3 separate regions of the Mus musculus genome follow, and regions 1 and 2 are each linked to region 3. A link is a contact called in public ChIA-PET data. All regions are on one chromosome and are shown on one strand. The core of a region is the stretch at or near the end of the contact, and the rest is flanking DNA. Distances in the headings are between cores, read along the strand shown. Region 1 has its middle 47 kb from the start of Gm30713. Region 2 has its middle 5.6 kb from the start of Gm30713. Region 3 overlaps Sipa1l2 (signal-induced proliferation-associated 1 like 2).

Region 1 (3,553 bases), core at 31-2,530, 190 kb before region 3:
GCAACAGACCCCACCCCCACCCCCATCCCCACCCCCAGCTTCCACCAACCCAGAAGCTCCAAATGCCAGCAGGCAGCACCTAAGCACACGGAGCCAAGTGAGTTTTCCCTCATTTGCTATAACCAAGCTACCCAGTATTTCCACTAATGTGTTTTTAAAACTGCCTTGCCTCACAACTTCCCTTTGCTCTGTAGCTCCCTAACACTCTTTCCACACTGGAATGTGCTCTCCGAGGTGACCAGAATCTCATTCCCAGACTATGTTCATTGTGACAGCTAATCGGGTTCCTGCCTTGGGTCCCTTTGATGGTGGATGTGGTGGTTTGAATGGGTTTGGCCTATTCATGTGTGTTGAATCCTTGGCCTTACAGAGTAGCACTATTAGGAGGTGTGGCCTTGTCAGAGGAAGTGTGCCACTGTGGGGGTGAGTTTTGAGGTCTTTATGCTCAGGCTCCACCCAGTGAGAAGAGAAACTCCTAACTGCCTTCAAATGAGGACGTAGAACTCTTGGCTCCTCCTGCACCATGTCTGCCTGGATGCTGCCTTGGTTCCCATCATGATGATAATGGACTGAACCTCTGAACCTGTAGGCCAGCCCCAGTTAAATGTTGTCCTTTATAAGAGTTGCCTTGGTCGTAGTGTTTCTTCACAGCAATGAAACCCTAACTATAACAGTGGACTCTATTATCTGTAAACCAAACAAACCTTTACCTTCCCTGTTACTTTTGGTTATGGTGTTTACCACAGCAACAGAAAGCCAAAAAGGACAGTCATACCTATTTGGCTTGAGATTAATCTATCTCTTACTCTTCCTGAAGAGAGAGCTATATTTTGGGTCAGGAGCTATGTATCGAGATAAAACAAAGTGAACAAAGAGACAGTCTCATAATTCAAACTTGCAACATTATTCTTGTGCATAACAAAGAGAAACAGAACAGACACTCTGAACTAGCGAGCAAGCACTGCAGAAATTAGGAACTGACAGATAAGCCTGCTCCAACCAGGGCCCTTTGATGTGGGCATCTGCGCGCTATCTGGGCCTCTGAACATATCAATAAACTTTGATGTGAGGAGAACCGGGTGGTAGGAAGTGTGCGCTGTTACGTTTGTGTTTGTTTAGCTGCAGTACACAAACGCCCCCGGGGCTCCCGGGTACATTCTGGGGCTGTGGCTTCTGGCATTTCAGAATTCCTTCAGCTACTCATCTTCCATCCTGGGAGTCTTTCCTGGAGCCTTTGGAAATCAGATTGCTGCCTGCAAAGTACGTCTACAGAACGGAGTGCAGCTAGGATCTCGCAAAAAGTGATAGGCAGCGAGGAAGAGCTGAGTCACCCGAGATGGACAGTGTAGGCGTTGCTTCTTCCATTATATCTAAATTACCTTCTCCTTTACGTTCGGTTTATTTATGGGTGTGCACACAGGCAAAGAATGGCTATTAGGGCTGTAAACTGAGACAAATACAGAGATTGATAGCCTTAAAAATAGTCCACGAGGGAATTCAGGGTCTTGTTTAACCATCTCTGAAATGTGTCTCCTCCAGCATTCGCGGGTGTTATAAAATTTATAAGCCTGGGATCACACTGCCCATGTGGTTCACAAAGGCAGGACTGGAAGTTCATCTCAGAATTCCACATCTGAAGGGAGCCTCTCGGTGACATTCTGAGTGGGTGTCACCTTAGCACACTGTCCGTGTCTGAAGGTCATGGAAGCCAGACTCAGAGCTGGAATTCAAACGGTACCACCATCAAGAAGTAAGGTCTGGGAGGAAAGAGGAGTCTGCTCACTGGCCAGAGGAGGGCAGGGCAGGACCACTGCCCCCTGAGGCAGAGGTGGAGCCTCTTCCCGCATTCAGGCAGGTTCCGCAGGTTGGCAGGAGCTTCTTGTTAAACTTCAAGGAACTTTGCAATTCTGTTTTTATACATAACCGCTATGAATCCAGCTGAGTGCACACCTGTGACTCTGGCACTCAGGTTTTCAAGGTCAGCCTTGGCTGCCTAGCAAGTCAAAAGCCAGCCTGGGCTACATGCAAGCCTGTCTCAAAAACAAAATCAACAACTCAATTGCAAAGTTGCATCGCACAGAAATATTTTTTTAAGAACTGAGTTAATTCTTGCTGAATATCCTGGTTGTGGGATGGTCACCAAGTAGGGCCTGGCTGGTAAAAGCAGGTCACTGAGGGCAGGCCTTAGAAAGTTCTCCCCAGCCTCTAATCCCAGACCACTGCGCCCAGTCCACCACGATGTGAGAAATTCATAGGCTCCCTCTACCATGCCCTCCCACCATCGTTGACTGAGACCATGTGCTAAAACAACCCTCTCTTAAGTTGTTCTTGTCAAGTATTCCTGTCATGGTGACACAAAGGTAAGAAAAATGGGGTCAGGCAACCTTATCAACTTGAGTATTCTCCTGCAGTGGTTTGTTGAGCATGACCTTAAAAAGCCCTGTGTAGCCTTCATGTATGTTTTCCTGTGTGTATTTCATGTGTGTTTTCCTGTGTTGCCTTCATGTATGTTTTCCTATGTGGTCTTCATGTATGTTTTCCTGTGTGGTCTTCATGTATGTTTTCCTGTGTGGTCTTCATGTGTGTTTTCCTGTGTGGCCTTCATGTGTGTTTTCCTGTGTAGACTTCATGCCCCTTTTCCTGTTTTTTTGTCCTTTGGGTTTGGGTGGAAGGGTCAGAAGTCCAGGAGGGCTGAACAGTTTGCGTGGAACTCTTCATGATGGATAGAACACTCCTTCCCATGACACCCCTCTTACATTTAGATTGGAGTCAGATTCTTACGTGTGTCCAAGATCCATCTATAGTAGAAGTTAACAGGTAAATAAGCAATTTCTTCCTTTATTTTCTGCCCTTCTATGATACTCAAAGGTAGAAATCAGAGCATTACAGACTCCACTGTGAGCAGGAGCTGGCAGAGGGTATGAGAGAGTGTTCTGTGTAACAGGCCCTGTCTTCCTTAGCTGGGGTCATCTAATTAGGCGGCTGCTGGCATTCATTTTCCCAGCTGCCTGTGGTGGGCATCATGAAACTGAAGCATGGAGCTATGGAACTCACTGCAGCAAATTTCCAACCAGTCTTAAGAATGAAACAGTCTTGCCACCCACAGGGCTCTATCTCCCATGGACATGAGTGGCTAGGTTAAAGTATGAAATATAACTGTCTTGTTTTCTGTTCTCTGATGACATAGGCCTGGCTGACCTACAGAACCCTTAGCCAGCACTAATCCAAATTAGACCTAAATTAGACGAGCGGTTCCCTTTCTGTTGGTCTGATGACCTGGGGTGCCCACTTTCCCTGCAGGCTTAATAACAAATATGAAATATCTAAATGGCCGCGGTCACATCAATTAAAGTGAAGATGGCTTGCCCATTTTGACCCAGAGTCTTTTTATGTTTGATATACTTTCTTAATTAAAAAGTACACCATGATCAGAATTGCAGCATTAGGAGGTTTTGTGTGTATGTGTGTGTGTGTGTGTGCGTGTGCGCCAAATAAAAAGGAGAGAAAGGGATGCTGGGGGGGACAGCTCTTTGTAGTGTTTAATCTTAGTGAG
Region 2 (3,853 bases), core at 703-3,202, 140 kb before region 3:
AAGGAGAGCTGTCGTGTTGTGGATCTGGGCACATGGTTTAGAGGCAGTGGACCCAATGGGTCTCAGTCACATGACACAAGCTCTCTGGTTATAGACCTGTCTATCCCTGCAACCCATTTTTAAGGGAGGGATGTAATTTCTACCACTGTTATTTCTGCTAGCTTAAGATCTCACAGAGCTGAAGTATATGGCCCCATGTCACTCAGGGGCTGCCTCTCGTTGTGTGTGGCTGATATGTGGCTATCAGTAAGGATGGTGTGGGGGTGTTCTAGGAGGACCAGGGGCTGGTGGAAGACAGAAGATACACATCACACAGCGATTCCTGTTTACTTCCATTTAAAAAAATAGTAGTGTTTGTGTGTATGCATGTGTGCGCGCATGTGTGGTCAGACATATGCCACAGCATGTGTAGAGGTCAGAGGACAACTTGTGAGAGTCAGTTCTCTCCTTCTACCATCTGGGTCTAAGGCGTGAACTCAGGTCATCGGACTTGGTGGCAGGCGGGTGCCTTTTCCTGCCATCTTGCTGGCCCCTGTTTACTTCCTTTTAACAAAATCATCCCTGTTTGAATAGTCCTAATTAATTCTTGCTTTTTTCCACACAGAGTTCAGTAAAAAGGAAACATTCATATAAAAATCCGGATTTTCCTCTTCCTGGGCTCAGCCATCCCAGTACTAATTGCTGGCCAGGAAGGGCCCAAAATAGCAAGGCTGCCAGTCCCTGCCTGGGCCCGGAGCCAGATCCCCAGAGAGAATGCAGGACGAAAGGGAGAGAATACTTGGGAACAGCCAAGCTCCTTCTAACGGCCTCGTCTGCGGAGTCAGGCATTGCCACCTGTCCCCAGTGCTTCTCTTTAATTACTGTGAGGCTGCTCTGTGACTGTCACCAAGGATGCTACCACTGCTGTTCTCAGCATAGTAGGGCCTGATGCAGGCTCAAGAAAGAGAGCCATTCCCAGGTAGATTTAGTCCTTTGTTGGCAAATCCCTATAGCATCCTTCCCCTGGGATACAGTACCAAGGCCTTCTGGCTCCATCTAGGCACACGAGAAGCCTGCATCTTTGGTGTCTGGCAGAAGATGCTGCCTGGGGTGGGGCGGGGAGGGCGGGGGTAGGAAGCAGCACTGGATGGATGGATGACATCAGCTGGAGCCCGTCCCCAGTGAGGATGCTGATGCTAGTTAATAACTAGCAGGACCCCAGTGGATGACACCATCTGCAGCTGAGCTGACGAATTAAGGTCTAAGCAGTGGGGGCTAGAGAGAACATTTTGGAAACAGGGCTGACAGGGATGCACACGTGAAGGGATTTTTTTTTTTAATTGCACTATTCTCAAAGGCATTCTGTTCCAGCCAACTCTGCCTGGCTGTCGGGTTGTGCTTTTGAGGACACAGCAGGGCAGACTGCTGTTGATGAGTCTGGGATTATGGAATCTCATTTCCACCTTAGCCTGAAACAGCAAAGCTGTATGAGTTCAGAAGAGGTTTCATAAACATTTCTGGACCTTGGGGATTTTTGTTTGTTTTATTTGTTTTTGTTTTTAATTATTTACAAAATGAAAGCAGCGGCATGTATCCATCAAGATTTTTGGATTAGCACAAGAGGAGATGGGTGAAACTGTCATTTCCTTTTGCTTAAAACAGCAAGGTTTCTGTCCTTAGGCAGAATGGGGGAGCAGTGTCTTAGTTGTAGGAGGGAGCAATGAGCTTGGGAGAAATAAATGTAGCTGGGTTGTCGCAAGGGCCCCTGCATGCAGGGTCTTACATGTCGTCCGTGGTCCCTTCCGATCTCTTACCTCTCTGTTTGAGGCTTCCGTCTCTTTCTGTGAAGATTAACTTCCTCCGCAAGTCAGCTCTTAAAACTCAAGTCAAAGGACAACCCCCAACTTCCCCACTTATTCTTGGTGGGTACACAGCTTTCTTCAGCTTACTTCTCAGGGGAAACATCTGATTGGCTCGTTCTTGATCAGGTGGCCAGCTCTCATCCAATTAAATTCCCTGCAAGACGTACCTAGCAGAGAGAGACTACATCCTGAAAGCTAGGAAATGGTTCTAGAGGGTGGAGGGCTGCTCTGTTCAGGGCTTTGTAACCTACAGAGGGCATAATGGACATGAAGTCTGGGTGGCAATGATACCAGGACCTTTGGCATGGGTCCCTGCACTTTTGCACCTGTGCCTTTAAGAACTCTTACCCATCTGAGCTGCCCTCAGCAGCGGTTTAGTGGACCGACCCCCAAGAAAGAGCCAGAAACAAATCCCTACTCTGAAGGTCATTTGGAATGTGGGCAGAGACACCACTCTGAATAACAATCAGAGGCGATGAGAGGTTTTTACTCAGGTGGGAAGACGTTTGGCTTCTTGGTGGACTTGACTACAGACGAAGATCCTCATCAGGAGGAGACCTTGGACTGAGGCAGCCACTGCTGTGGTCTGTGACCTCTGCAGGGTGCCCTTCCAAGGACATTAGCTACCAGGAAATTAACACTTCGCAAGTATAGGGTAGAGACCTCGGGGGTTGCTTGCTACAGGGCTGGGGAAGAAGCTCATGGCTTTAATGTTGGTTTCAGGGAGATGAGCTCACTTCCTGCATTGCACACTGAAATTCCATTCCTTTAGGTAGGGCCTGGACTCCTCTGAGCATCAGCCTGGACACTTTCACCCATGGGTTGGCTGCTTTTCTCATCTTTGTCATAAGATCTGGATAAAGCAGCTTGAGGGAAGATATATTCATTTTGGTTAAAGGGAAAACAGTCTTGCTTGGTAGGGAAGGTTCTGTGGCAAGAACAGCTTGTGGCTTTGGTTGGAGGAAGCAGAGAGGGGCAGGAAGCAGGGCTGGGCTGTAAATTCCAAGATCTGCCCTCAGGGACCACTTCCAAAAAAAAGGCTCTGTACTGGCTAGTTTTGTGTCAACTTGACACAGCTGGTGTTATCACAGAGAAAGGAGCTTCAGTTGAGGAAATGCCTCCATGAGATACAACTGTAAGGCATTTTCTCAATTAGTGATCAATTGTGGGTAGGACCATCTCTGGGCTGGTAGTCTTGGGTTCTATAGGAGAGCAGGCTGAGCAAGCCAGGAGAAGCAAGCCAGTAAGTAACATCCCTCCATGACCTCGGCATCAGCTCCTGCTTCCTGACCTGTTTGAGTTCCAGTCCTGACTTCCTTGGTGATGAACAGCAGTATGGAAGTGTAAGCCGAATAAACCCTTTCCTCCCCAACTTGCTTCTTGGTCATGATGTTTGTGCAGGAATAGAAACCCTGACTGAGACAAATTGGTACCAGCATAGTGGGGTATTCCTGTGACAACCTGACCATGTTTTGGGGAGGACTGTGGAAGGACTTTGGAACTTTGGGCTTGAAGATCCATTCGTTTTTAAGAGCTCTGTCAGATGTTGTGTAGGAGCTTGGAAGATAATGTTGAGAACAGTGTAGAAGATGGAGGTCTGGCTTGTGAAATTTCAGAGGGGAAATTAAAGACTCTTTTCAGGGCCATTGCTGTTTTGATTGTGAAGATTCTGTAGTTCTGGTTAGCTGGGGCTGAAGAATCAGCTGTGATTAACAAGATACCAGAACTACTAAACAAAAACTTTGCATTAGTGGGACTACTGATGCTGATACTGACCACTAATAAGAAATTAGTGGTGATTAAGAAGAGACCAGCATCGTTGAGGTGACATCTTCTGGGAAGTGTTTTCTGAAAGCACAAAGAGGTTGTGTTCCAGAGATAGCCAAGGTTGTACTCCTGCTGCAGTGGGACTTGGTAATGTGTAAGGGTCACCCAGGTGGTACTGGTTTTGAAGGCATGAAGGGGTCACACAGAGCAGCTGAGGCTCGGCACTGTAAGAGGCCATGGAAGGC
Region 3 (3,557 bases), core at 605-3,104:
CTCACCCTAGACAAAGAACTGCAGGCAACTAAGGAAGCTAACAGTGGGAGAGACAGTCTTCCCTAGCCAGGAGCACATAAGCAGGGTGAGTGGTTCTCCAACACCAAACGGCCAGCTCTGAGAATACATACACACAACACTGTACAGACTGAGCAAGCACCATTCTATATTTAAGAACACACACACACAAGAGAGAGAGAGAGAGAGAGAGAGAGAGAGAATATGAGACCATGAATTTGAAAGCAAGCCAGAGGGGGTGAAGCACAGGAGGGTTTGGAGGGAAGAAAAGGAGTAATGATATATTATAATCTCAAAATTTTAAATATTTAAAAAACTTACACTATCTACAAATTGATTAGACTATCTCCTTCAATATTGTTCAGGGACAAGTAAAAATAAGTGGTCCTATAAAGTCTTGACCCTTGAGCTCCACAGCACCTGTGGTCTATCCCTCGAGGGATCACACCTAGGGACAGACCTAGGAATCAGAGAGCTACTTTGTCCCAGGACACACCTGCCACATGAGAGTAAACTGTGGAGCACTTACCCAAAGAGGCCGCTCAGAGAGGGCTTAAAGAGAAGGAATGAAGCGCCTGTTTTAAAGGAAAACAGAACTGCCCTGCTTCTTACACAGAACACAGGCCTTCAGACAGGTGACACCATCGGCCCCGCCCTTGGCTGGTACCTGACATCTCACGGTGCCTTGCCTGGGCTCTGCAGAGCTTTTGATGGGATGAGTGCTGAGTGAGTCGCAGCCTCTCCTCGTGTGTGAACTTGTTTATTATTTCCAATATGATGACTACTGACAGATCTCACATAAACAAAACAAACATCTCTGAGGTCCTCAATGATTTGTAAGGATGGAAAAAACCTACAAACAACAAGAACCTACAATTAAACTGGCCCAGAGTCAGTATCCTCAAACATCATTAAGGCAGCAGCTCCCTTGAGGAAACACACAGGGGCGATGAATGGGAAAGAATTTGCTCTGTGAAGAAAGGAAGTGAGCTAACATTTTCGAATTGTCTGACAGACAATGCAAAGGTGGTCCCATTTTAATTCACCAAGTCAGATACCTATTCACTGAGGCTTCTTTCAGGGTCAAACGCTTAAGAGGTTTGAACATTTGGGTCTCTGAGTCTCCGACTGACTAGCAGCCCAGGCACTACAGAGGCATGCAGTATGTAAATTCATCCAATTAGCTCCCTGCCCCTGGTGCTGTCTCCCAAGTTCACTAGCATCTCACTGCACCGTCTCTGTCACCACTGACTGAGAGACTTCTCACTCAATTATTGATTTTCCTGCCAATTAATTACCATAGCGGGAGTCACTCGGGCTTAGCTTCGCAGGGATTTTCTCCTCAGTCTCCTTTCTGGAGTCGGGGGAGGGAGGAGGGATCAAAATAATTGAAACCCTGAGGATGAGACAAGTTCTAAAAAACATCTTCTGCATAACTTGCAAACAGTTCAGTTGTCACCAGACACTTGAGTGGGCACAGACTTGTTTCCTACTTGGTCCCAGGCTTGGATGTTTTCCAGGGAGAAATTTGCTCAATCCTGCCAACAACTTTACTACACGAATCCCAGGAGAAATGAGGTTTTTCTGCGTCCAAGGGAGGGATGCTGAGTGACTGTGTCTGGTTCATAAAAGTGAGATGCGTGAGGTACACGCATGAGAAAAAGAAACAATTTCTCACTATCACCTCCAAAGGAAAGGCGGATTTACTTCCTGAAGTACTGACTGCTCGGCCAACGGTGCTTCCTGATGCGAGACTTATGGGGTGACAGGGATGCCACACACAGAGATGCAGCATGTCTCCGGCAAAGGCTTCCTCCACAGGGTCTCCTGAGTCCATGGGGGTATGTGTGTGATCCACACACCCAGTACTTCCCACTCTCCCACCCTATGCCTCACCAGGGAACTGAGACCCCAGGACACACAATGTGACAGGCCACCCCATCTCCTGATGTGGCTTTACTGTGAAATGCCCCCCACAGGCTCAGGAACATCAGGCCTCCAGCTGATGGCTTTGTTTTGGGAGGTTAGGAACCTTTAGGAGGTGGGGCTTCATAGGAGGAAGCAGGTTTCTAGCCTTGAGGTTTATAGCCCAACCCTCTTCCTGTCTGGTCTTTACTTCCTGGTCCACTGAGATGAAAGCAAGCAGCTAGGTGCTCTTGCTGCATGCCTTGCCCCCGTGACAGACCAGATCTTTCCAGTGTGGAAGCAAAAGTCCTTCCTCCATTAAGTTGCTTCTGTCCACAACCACAGCAACAAGAATAGTAATGAATCCCTCTGCCAAGTCTACCCTCACTCCAGGGTTTTACCACTGCCTGCTTCTGCGGCCTGTCTCAGGAATGCCCACAAGAACTAAGCTTCAACAACTGACAGCAAGATACATCAAGGGGAAATTTATATTTGCACACAGCCTGAGTTTGAGACAGTAAACAAGTTACCAAAGCTCAATACAACTAAAGGAGAAAGAAACTTAGTTCACTGAGAACAAGGCAACAGCAAGGCTGACAGAGGAGGAGAGCAAGCCTGTGCTCAGACGCTCTTCTGGAAGGGGGAGGGAGCACACAGAAAAGACAGTGGACTCGACAGCCACGTGAATCAAACGCCAGCATCTCCTCCAGAAGCTGAGCTTGGCCAGGAGCTGTGCACAGCCAGAAGCTGTAGTCAGGAGCTGTGCACAGCCAGAGGCCAGCCTGTAGAAGCAGCTACTCACCAACAGCCGCTCCTCCCTAGGCCTGGCTGCTCCACAAGAAAGCTGGAATGAGACCCTGTACTTCCTGAACACCAGAGAGAGACACGATGTCCAGTGTGGTGCACATGCACCAGGTCAGTAGCCAGGGGCAACCGAGATCTACCAGGTGCGCATGCAGGCAAACAGGCCAGGCTTCCAGGCTGTCTCCATGCAATGTACAACATAGAAAAGGCAATGAACCTCGGCCCCTCTGGAGGTCTAGCAGAGAAAAAAAGCCCAGTAACTCAGTGTATGTGGGGTGGGAGTGGTGCTCTTGGTCCTGGACTACAGACAACAGAGGGTGAACTGCAGAGGCCCCTGCCTTCTGTGGGCCCTGCCTTCAGATGCTGGTCTAAAGGATGGGTAACCAGGGGCATCTGAATGGGAAGATGTGGTAATGAAAAGTTAGCAGCTGCCTGCCTGGAGCTCAAGTATTTTGGACGCTCCCGTTTCCCAGACTAAACCAGAAAATTATCCAGCTATTTGCACTGCAGAGCAGAGGTGCCCAATGGTGGTAGTAAAGTTTTCCACTAGAGCAGGTCAGAGATGGAGCCACCCCCGTGGGAGTTGCACTGACCAGGCAGCCCAAGGCTGTTGTAACTGCACAGCGGATGTGAGCTGTGCCAGCTCTGACCCCATCTGCCTGATAGGCTTTGGAATCCCCAGGGAACTGCCTCTGCAGCCTAGGATGCAGTTGGTTGGGTCCACGTGCCATCCACGGGCAGAGCTGTGCTTGGACTCTAACCCGTGTCTGGTGGGAACCCGCGTTGCTTCTACAGTACTTTTGTCTTGTAAGCCCTTTCTCTGGCTAGCT

Evidence for each region. ChIA-PET counts read pairs in DNA pulled down with a chosen protein or histone mark.
Region 1: a contact with region 3 is called in an RNA polymerase II ChIA-PET map of memory CD8 T cells, with 31 read pairs. The contact joins two enhancer-like sites. A contact is called at or near these places in 1 of 484 Hi-C or Micro-C datasets (the HL-1 cell line), 6 of 115 datasets of contacts at active chromatin or transcription factors (cardiomyocytes, effector CD8 T cells, epiblast stem cells and 3 more) and 1 of 9 other capture datasets (embryonic stem cells).
Region 2: a contact with region 3 is called in an RNA polymerase II ChIA-PET map of memory CD8 T cells, with 19 read pairs. The contact joins two enhancer-like sites. A contact is called at or near these places in 3 of 115 datasets of contacts at active chromatin or transcription factors (embryonic stem cells, epiblast stem cells and memory CD8 T cells).

What each region holds. Positions count from the first base shown.
Region 1 is chr8:125,336,616-125,340,168 of GRCm38.p6, forward strand. No RefSeq gene overlaps it. Among named protein-coding and RNA genes, the nearest start is that of Gm30713, 47 kb to the right of the region's middle. Within about 2 kb of position 1,281, at least 58 of the 459 cell types and tissues checked have an H3K27ac peak or open chromatin away from gene starts, as enhancers often do. A contact at or near this core is called in effector CD8 T cells and memory CD8 T cells, where this site is marked.
Region 2 is chr8:125,389,554-125,393,406 of GRCm38.p6, forward strand. No RefSeq gene overlaps it. Among named protein-coding and RNA genes, the nearest start is that of Gm30713, 5.6 kb to the left of the region's middle. Within about 2 kb of position 1,953, at least 117 of the 459 cell types and tissues checked have an H3K27ac peak or open chromatin away from gene starts, as enhancers often do. A contact at or near this core is called in memory CD8 T cells, where this site is marked.
Region 3 is chr8:125,529,712-125,533,268 of GRCm38.p6, forward strand. All of the region lies in intron 1 of Sipa1l2 (signal-induced proliferation-associated 1 like 2), which reads right to left. All of the region lies in intron 2 of 4930566D17Rik (a long non-coding RNA gene), which reads left to right. Among named protein-coding and RNA genes, the nearest start is that of 4930566D17Rik, 9.2 kb to the left of the region's middle. Within about 2 kb of position 1,855, at least 99 of the 459 cell types and tissues checked have an H3K27ac peak or open chromatin away from gene starts, as enhancers often do. A contact at or near this core is called in effector CD8 T cells and memory CD8 T cells, where this site is marked.